2 separate regions of the Sus scrofa genome follow, and region 1 is linked to region 2. The links are chromatin contacts, called in public Hi-C maps. All regions are on one chromosome and are shown on one strand. Each heading gives the region's core, a stretch centred on a gene start, on an enhancer-like site or on the middle of the called end of the contact. The rest is flanking DNA. Distances are from core to core; before and after follow the strand shown. Region 1 holds the start of MTF1 (metal regulatory transcription factor 1). Region 2 holds the start of ZC3H12A (endoribonuclease ZC3H12A).

The links. A called contact is a pair of places that touch in the nucleus more often than the background predicts.
Region 1: a contact with region 2 is called in a Hi-C map of liver, with 2.8 times the contacts expected there. The contact joins the promoter of MTF1 here to the promoter of ZC3H12A in region 2. A contact is called at or near these places in 1 of 47 Hi-C or Micro-C datasets (liver) and 1 of 2 datasets of contacts at active chromatin or transcription factors (alveolar macrophages).

What each region holds. Positions count from the first base shown.
Region 1 is chr6:93,882,939-93,887,268 of Sscrofa11.1, reverse strand. It overlaps MTF1 (metal regulatory transcription factor 1), which reads left to right and starts at 2,865. Exons shown (of 11, transcript NM_001243544.1): 1 at 2,865-2,949. It overlaps INPP5B (type II inositol 1,4,5-trisphosphate 5-phosphatase), which reads left to right. Exons shown (of 25, transcript XM_021095974.1): 24 at 195-306; 25 at 967-1,798. The coding sequence ends at 1,082.
Region 2 is chr6:93,539,064-93,543,394 of Sscrofa11.1, reverse strand. It overlaps ZC3H12A (endoribonuclease ZC3H12A), which reads right to left and starts at 2,061. Exons shown (of 6, transcript XM_021095963.1): 1 at 1,937-2,061; 2 at 615-1,081. The coding sequence starts at 1,009.

The sequences.
Region 1 (4,330 bases), core at 1,616-4,115, 340 kb before region 2:
GTTAGAAGTTTGACCCCTAAGTTCATATAGTACTTGATCTGTGTTTCTCTTTTGGCCCTTGTGCCAAGTGCAAGGATCAAGGTTTTCTGTGCATAGTTTTACTCATGTATTTGGATCATGTATTCAGTCCCTGGAATACAGATACTTGGCGAATGAATGAATGAAAAGACAAACCCCACTTCTTGCTCTTTTAGGTCATCACTACTCTCCCCGCATGCCACAGAAATGTCTTCACCTACCTGATGGCGTTTTTGCAAGAACTGCTGAAAAATTCAGCAAGAAATCATTTGGATGGTAATATTCTAGGTAAGCTGCCAAATGTGTGTGGAAAGCATATCTGCAAACAAGGGACTCATTATGAGAAAATAGTTGAGGAAGGGCCCTAGTCCACTGCAGTAGAACTGAAATCTCAAGCTGTGGGCCAGGATTACCCTCAGATAGATTTTTCTTTTTTCTTTGGCCACTCTCATAGCATGCGGACCTTCCTGGGCCAGGGATCAAACCTGTGCCACAGCCCCAACTCAAGCTGCTGCAGTGACAATGCCAGGTCCTTAACCTACTGCATCACAGCAGGAACTCCTCAAATAGTTGTTTTTTGGTTTTTGTCTTTTTAGGGCTGCAGGCACGGCATATGAAAAGTTCCCAGGCTAGGGGTCAAATCAGAGCTGCAGCTCCAGGCCTGCACCACAGCCATAGCAATGCCAGATCTGAGCCACATCTGTGACCTAAGCCATAAGCTCTCAGCAACGCTGGATCCTAAATCTACTGAGTGAGGCCAGGGATCGAACCTATGTCCTCATGGATACTGGTTGGGTTCATTACTGCTGAGCCACAATGAGAACGCCCTCAAATAGCTTTTTTAAGGTAGAAAATACTGCTTTGGAGCGCCCCTCCTCACTCCTAAAAACACGAGAATAAGTAGTACTTCTTTTGCTGAACCATTTGTTTTCTGTGTTTTTCATGCAGCTAGCATATTTGGTAGCTTGCTGCTTCGAAGCCCAGCTGGTCACCAAAAGCTTGAAACGGCAGAGAAGAAGAAGGCTCAAGAATTTATTCACCAGTTCCTCTGCAACTCACCCTGAGCCTCTTCATCTCCTCTCCTATTCTGCCTGGGGCAGCCAGTTACCAGCACCCCCTGTTTGAGCTCAAGAGCTGCCTTGAGAGGATGTGAACCCCCTTAGACGCAAAAGTGGCAGCTGCCTGTTTCTCGAGCCCAGACCGCCCTCCCCACCATGGCTGTCACTCTTGGTGCTGCTGCAAGTTGTGAAGACACGGGGGGAAATCCACCACAATAAAACTGACATACATTGTTCAACTTTAGTAATGTAACAGATAGATCTCTATTTTTTTTTTTTTAATGTTTAAACAACTGTACTTCATGTGCTCACTCTGCCTGCCTCCAGGGCATACAGTGCCTTCCCTGTAGCTTGGGCCCAGCTCCTCACAATCAGATAGCTGAACAAACTTTGGAGTCTGGAAGGATAAATGAGTTGGACACAGGAATGCAAACGGAAGCTGCTGAATAAACAGGTCACAGCCACACCAGATGCCTCCAGCACTCTGTCTGAGGACATGTGTGTATGCATATGCAAACCCTACCCCACTTCCAACTCAAATGTGGCTCACCTCTGGAGCTGGCCACTAAGCCTTTGAGGCCAATACAGTGGCGTGAAAATGAAAATACTGAAGAAATTGTTGTTCTGGTGAAACAAGTGGAATTTTCTGGCCAACGAATCCTCCAAACTGTATATAATGCATTCCCTCTCTCACATGTGTAATATATTTTAATGATAAATATATTTTTAACAGTGGTGTTTGTTTTTATCTTTTAAGAGGTGGCAGCTCTCAGCAGGTGGAAGTTTGTGGCTTAAGCACTGGGACAGCTGGTCAGGGGCCAGAGAGATATTTGCCTGGCAGTCTGGTGTTAATAGCCACTATTCACATTTTTCAAGCAAGAGAGTACAGGCATGGCTGCAACCCCTTGACCCCTAATCTAGTGTCTAAGGGTTGTCCCACTCTGAATATCCTAGAGAAGTAGCTTAAAAAATAGGCAGTGGCTGCTGAGAAGTTCTGACAGCTACATCTTCCAGGCATTTACAAGTCAGGAGCCGAGTGAAACCTCTTCTTGGAACACCACTACTTACTGTTCCTTGGGAGTGCAAAGTGATTTAGATGTGGGCCAGTAGGATGACAATGTGAAAGGGAATGGCCAGTAGGTGGCGCTGCCTTAGCCTGAGCGCGAGTACCCTGGAAGTCGACAGTCTCTTCAGGGAAAAAAGTTGGAACAAACGGTCTGGACAGGTGGGTGAGGAGGGAGTTGGGCGTCTTAGAGCATGTGAGACGGGGAAGAGGTGGAGGCATCCTCTGGCCAGCCTTGGAATACTCATTTCTGCCTTTGGGGTCCAATCTAATTTTCTTGGGCTCTTCTGCCCATATTAACTTTATTAGGTGAGGAGGGGAAGCTGGGGCCATAGTAGGAGAAATGAGGAATATCACAATTTTACAGGCTTTCCCCTTGCGGTCCCGGCTGGAATTCGGCGGCTGTGGTCCTTCTCGTTGCATTTGTGGCTACCAGGGTGAGGGCAGCGCAAACTGGGTTGAGGTTACTTTGGATTAGTGGTTGGATTAGCGTCCGGTGCCTCTGGAGCGGATCCTCGACTCCGTGAGGAGAGCGGACAAGGCGAGCCTAAGCCCGCGCGGGACAAACACGCTCCGCGAGGTCTCCGCGATGCCCTGCCCCGCCTCTCCCGCTCGCCAATTGGAGGCTCGAGCTCAGCCCCCACACCAGCTAAACCAACCAGAAGCGCCAGGGAGAGGCGGAGCCCATATCTGCTCCTTCCTCCGGAAAGCGGAAGCGGAAGTGACGTTCGGGGAAGGTGGGGGCAATCATGGTGCCGCTGGGGAGGGGAGAAGCTGCTGCCGCCGCCGCTGTTGCCGGGAGCCGCGGAGGTAAAAGGCGAAATTAGACGCGGCCTGGGCTGGGGACTTCCTGGGGGGCGCGGGACTTAGGCTCCCTCCTGAAGCATTTCCCAGTAGGGACCCCAGTCCGGTCACCATAGGGACCCCACCCCTCCTCCGTTTCCATGGGGATGGGTATCCAGCCCCCCTCCCCTGTTTCCATGGAGATCCGGACCCTGCCCCTCTCCGTCCGGCTTGGAGCCCCCCAGCCTGTCTTCGGGTTTTTCCGTGTAGCCCCGGACTGGGGGTTATCCCAGACAGGTTCCTTTTCCCAGCCTCCTCTCAAGGGTGCTTCGTTTGTACTTCTCGTTTGCTACCTTCGAATCTCCTGGTCTTGTTTGTTCCGGACAGTTGGTCTCCGCGTTGCCGCCTGTGGTGCCGGGTCAGCCCAGTGGGGCCCCCGGTACTCTTATCTCTCCTCTCAGATGCAGCGAAATGTGCATCTACCGGGTTGCGTAAGCCAGAGCAAGGGGTCGGGCCGGTTCCTCCCGGATCAGATCCCTTGGCCTGTCTCTGGTAACTACTACTCTGTTTAGCTGCCCTACAGCGTTAAAGGTTCACTTTAATCCAGAGCAGAAGAGAAAGCTAAAGTGCAAAGCCAGACTGAAAACTAAAAGTGATGTGCTAAATATTTTAAAATTCACTCCTCAGTCTCCCAAAGCTACATTTGTAGAACCTGTGTGTTTGCAGGTAAAAGAAGAGTCACTATAAATAAGACTCATCATTCCCTCATTGTAGAAAGGACACTATAAAGCATAGTTACTAGTGGACACCAGATTGTTTTAGGAGAGAAATATATAAAGTGATCTTCACTAGATATGCCTGATTAGGGATCAGCCCCTCTACCCATCTGTTCTTGGAAGGAGGGAACAAATTCACACTTGAGTCCTCCAAGGTTGTCAGACATTGTGCCTTGACATACATAATCTCTTTTACTCTGAACAACAATTTCTTGAGAATAGGAATTACCAGTCTCACCTTACTTGTGAGAAAAACTGAGGCACAGAACATTTACCCCAGTAGTAGTAAGTAGTAGAGCTGGGATTTGTGGGTAGGTGACTCTGCCTCCAAAGCCCTGACTATTCCACCCTAGACTTACTGTCTCATGGTCTGATTTGGGGGATATTTGGGGGGAGTGTCCTTTCTTGAAGATTTATAGCAACTCAGCCTTGAAGCACTTTGCCCTTATTTCCCCTAAAGTTTTTTGGTGTTTTTTTGTTTAGTTTTTTTTGGGGGGGGGCGGTGGCCATACCCACAGCGTGGGGAAGTTACTGGAGCAGGGATCAGACCTGAGCCACAGCAGTGACAACACTGAATCCTTAACTGTTAGGCCACCGGGGAACTCCCTCTTTAAGTATTTTGACCAACCTTC
Region 2 (4,331 bases), core at 812-3,311:
TCATAGCTACAAAGCCCTCAAGAGCTGGGCCGGCTTCCTCGGGAGCCCAGGTCTGGGACAACAAGGACTCAGAAGTCTGAGACCCTCCCCGAAGAGCAGTGACAGTAACAACCACTACTACAGATTACTAAGCTCTTACTTCTCTCCAGGTTCTGTGCGCTTACTGCTCACAGCTCACAGCCTGAGGGGTGGGTTAGCCCCATCTCTGGGAGGAGGGAAGGAGCCTCCTGGAGGGGCGGGCTGGAGCCCAAGGCCTGATCCCTTAACCTTGTCACAGGAGAGAAACCGAGACCAAGTGCTGGCCCTCACAAAGAGCCTAAGGCTGCTCTGGAGAAATAAAGACTTGAGCTCAAATCCCTGCTCTGGCACTTAACAGTAGTGTGACCCTGAGCAACTCTCTGAGTCCCTAAAACATCCTGAAACCCACTCCCAAGAAGCCGTGAGGACTAAGAGAGCGTCCAGGCACACAGAAGGGCCCCCAGAAAGGGCTTTCCCTGCCTCCAGACCGGTCTGAGACGAGGTCAAACTCCTTCCTAAGGTCCTTTCTACCAGAGGTGCAGAGACACAGGGCCACCATTCCCGGCCACCGTCTTGGCCACAGAAGTGACATGTACCTCATGGCCACGTTGCTCCCATCGATGACCACGGGCCTCAGGTCACCACCCTCCTTGTCCTCCTCAGAGGGTGAGGGTTCCACGGTGGGAGCCTTGGGGGTGCCCCCACCACGGGGGACCAGAGGCAGCTGAGGGCAGGGGTCCGGTGACACCTGGCACTCCCGCTCGGCCGCTGACCCATGCTTCACCAGCTCGCCCAGCACTGTGTTGGTGTCTGCCTGGACCCCCAGCTTCTGCAGGACACTGTGGATCTCGGCAGAGGAGTAGCCCAGCTTCCGGAAGAAGTCAACCTTCATCTGTAGCTCCGTGGTCATCACCTCCTCGGCAGTGGGCTCCTGGGCCGGCCTTGGGGTCTCTCGGCAGCTTTTGTGGTCTTCAAGTTCCCACAGATTCATGGTGGGGCCGGGTGGGCCTCTTTCCACTGGCCACTCACAGCTCAGACTGGTGAAAGGCACTTGTCACAGCTCCTGGAGGACAAGCACAAAAGTTAGGGACGGGGAATGATTCTCTCCAACTCCCACCCCATCCAAGAGGATGAGGCCACACTAGGGGCAGTATGAAAAGCCATTTGGGGGTGTTACCTCTGTTATTCCTCCAAAAGCCCTCCCAGGGAGGGATCCTCAAGTCCCATTACATAAAGGATGAAACTGAGCCACAGACAGTAAGAACTTGCTCAAGGTCATCCAGCTGTTAGCGGGTGGGGCAAGGATTTGAACTTAGGCAGTCTGATTACTCCTCCCCCTCTACCCTCAGCCCTCCCCCTCCTCGACAAACTCAGGGACCCAGAAGTCGCGGGTGGCCTTCGAGGGCCTCGCCGCGCCCCCACAGCCGCGGGGCGGGGTTTTCAGATGGAAACCCGCTGGGTTGCAAGTGCGCTAGAAGGGGGGCGGGGGTTCCCCGTCGAAACCATCAACCATCGTCTTCTCCAGTCCGTCTGCCGCGTGCTTGGAACCCAGGCTCAGGAGGCGGAGGGCCAGTGGCCAGACGCCCGGACCGGGGGAGGGGAAGTTTCCGGGGCGACCCACCACCAGCGAGAAAAGTTGCCGGGAAACTCTGGTTGGCCTCCGGGCTCGGTGACGCGGAGGCTGTCCCGGCCCAGAGCCTCTCGCTCGGCTCCCCCTCCAGACTTCGGTCTTCCTACTCCCAGGATCCCCCAACTTGGGCTAAGTTGGAAGCGGTCCCGAGGACCGGCGAGGCCGGAGGGGACAGGCCCCACGTCCCTCCGGCTCCGGTCAGTCCCAGCCTGCGCCCACCCCACCCCCCCTCCGCCCGCCCCGAGGTCCGCGCCCCCGCCGCGCGCGCGCGCGCGCGCCTCACCCCACCGTGCGCCGGCCGCGGCGGGCGGCGTCTCCATGGGGCCGAGTCCCGGAGGCTAGGCCGGCGGCGCCTTTATACCGGGCGGGTGGGCGGGCAGGTGGCGTTCGGGACCGTGACGCGGAAGCTGGGCAGGGGAGGCGAGAGCCGGCCCGAGCGGCAGGGGGCGGAGCGGCCACCGCCCCTTCCTGCTCCGCCCCCTGCGCCGCCCCGCCCCGCCCTGGCCTCCGGCCCCGCCCCCGCAGCCGGAGCGCGCTCTGCCCGGCCAGGAATGTGGTCAGCGGTCGCCGTTCGCAGCCCCTTATTTGAGCCTCGAGGCGCCCCCGGGGCGGCGCGATCTGCAGGGCAGGAGTGTACGGCCAACAGGCATAAGGTAAGCCCAGGTTGGACCAGGTAAGCGATCCGAGTCTGGCGCGGGCTGACCGAGAGTACGGCAGTACAACACAGGTATAGCTGCGGTCGTTCAGACTTAAGTATGCGGAAGGTACAGTCTGGGGTGCATCGAGTGAATCAAGTGCACAAAGGTTGGTCCACACACCACGGGAGGCAGAGCCATGGTTATAAAGACAGGTACACCCAGGCGGGCACCTTTCTCATTGAGACAGGAAGACTCAACAGGTAACCGTGACTGGAGCAGGTACACAGAAGTGGGGCCCCACCCAGGGCCAAGTACATTTTTTTTTTTTTTTTTTCTGAAATAAGGACCTTGCTGGGATAGAAAGGCAGGTACAACCTGCCTTGTCCCAGCTGGAAAGACTTGCAAGCAGCACCAGGAGCTCCAGTTCCATGGCACCAGGTGCCACCTATGTCACTTTTGAAATCACCAGTGACCCCACCTAGCTAACTCCCTGCTTTGTTGCCTGGTCATCTTTAAAGACCCCGAAGGATCTCCACGTCAGTGCCCCCCAGGCACAGCAACCCCAGGAGCTGGCCTCCAGGAGAGAGAGAAAACAAGCCTTCCCCCAGATCACATCCAGGGCTGGGCTCCTCTCTGTGCTCCCCACCACTCCTGCTGAGCACTGTGTGTGCCGGTAGCCTTAATCTTCACACAAGGGCCACTTTTAGAGTTGAGAAAAGTTCAGTGAAAAGTGCTGTATATTTAGACATGTGCTCATGTGTAGTAACTCCCTTTAAGATAGTAAGAATATTAAATGAGTCCAGATTAATCAGCATAATGATGATAGTCAACCACAGCGATAATGCCTCGCATTTATGGAGGACTCACTGGGCGGCAGGCACGGTGCCAACGCCTTGCAGACACTTCCGTGCCTTTGCATCTCTCCTCCTCGGCCCAGGAGTGCTCTCCCCTTCTTCCCTGGCTACAGCTGCCTGGCCAATTCTGTTCCTCTTTTGGATGATGTCACCTCCTCTGTGAGGCCTGCCCAGACTCCTTTGGTGCTGAGTTGCTTCCTCCTTAGTGCTCCCACAGCACCCTGCCTGTGTCCCTACGTGCTGGATTGTGATTGCCTGCTTGGACCGCCTCCGGGGCCAGGGCCGGGCTGGGACTCCGCCTGTAATCCCTGGCCCCGTGCTACCCAGCACTGTGCCAGTGGGAGCCAGCAGGGCTGGGGGATGAGTCACGCAGCTCCGTGTCCTCCCAGAGTGAGCTGCAGTCTCGCTCTCTTCCGGCTTGTAAAGGCAGCTCTTTCCCGAGAAGCTGACTCTCTTCTGCAGAACGCAGGGCTGCTCTGGGGAAACCCTCCTCCACTTACCCCTGGATTTTGCACACCCCGGCCCCAAACCCCAGGAGACCTCTGGATCAAATGTGCCGAGCCCACACCCCTTCCTCTGCCTCTTGCATGCCGGTCCCAGTGGCTTGGCTTGCCAGCTTCCTTCCTGGAGCCTTCCTGCTCTCCTGCCATCTGCCTTCACCTGGCCAGCCTGGGCGGGGTCTGCAGAGTTCCAGGAATGGTCACCCACTAGATGGGCGATGGGGAGAGGTTGGAGAGGGAAAGGTCCCAGGAATTACTTTGCCCTTTGGTAACTCCACTGGGAAGCTCAGATGGGAGCACACAGGAGCTAGGTCACCTCTGTAGGAAGAGTGGGCAGACTGCCCCCGAGCCTTAGCAGAGTGGTTTTGCAGAGGTTCAGTTCCACAAGGTCTCTTGGAAATGGAGAAAGGGACAGATTCCTTTCATGTTTTGAGCTCCTAGTATGTTTTACATTTTATTTTATTTTTCTATTCTATTCATTTTCTTTTTTCTTTACTTTTCTTTTCTTTTCTGTGCCCATGGCATACATTTGGGCCAGGGATCAAACCTATGTCACAGTAGTGACAACACCGGATCCTTAAACACTAGGCTACCAGGGAACTCCAGCTTCCAGTATATTTTAAAAAGACTTGTCACAGTAGAGCTACAAAAATTGAAGTGTGGGAGTTCCCTGGTGACACAACAAGTTAAG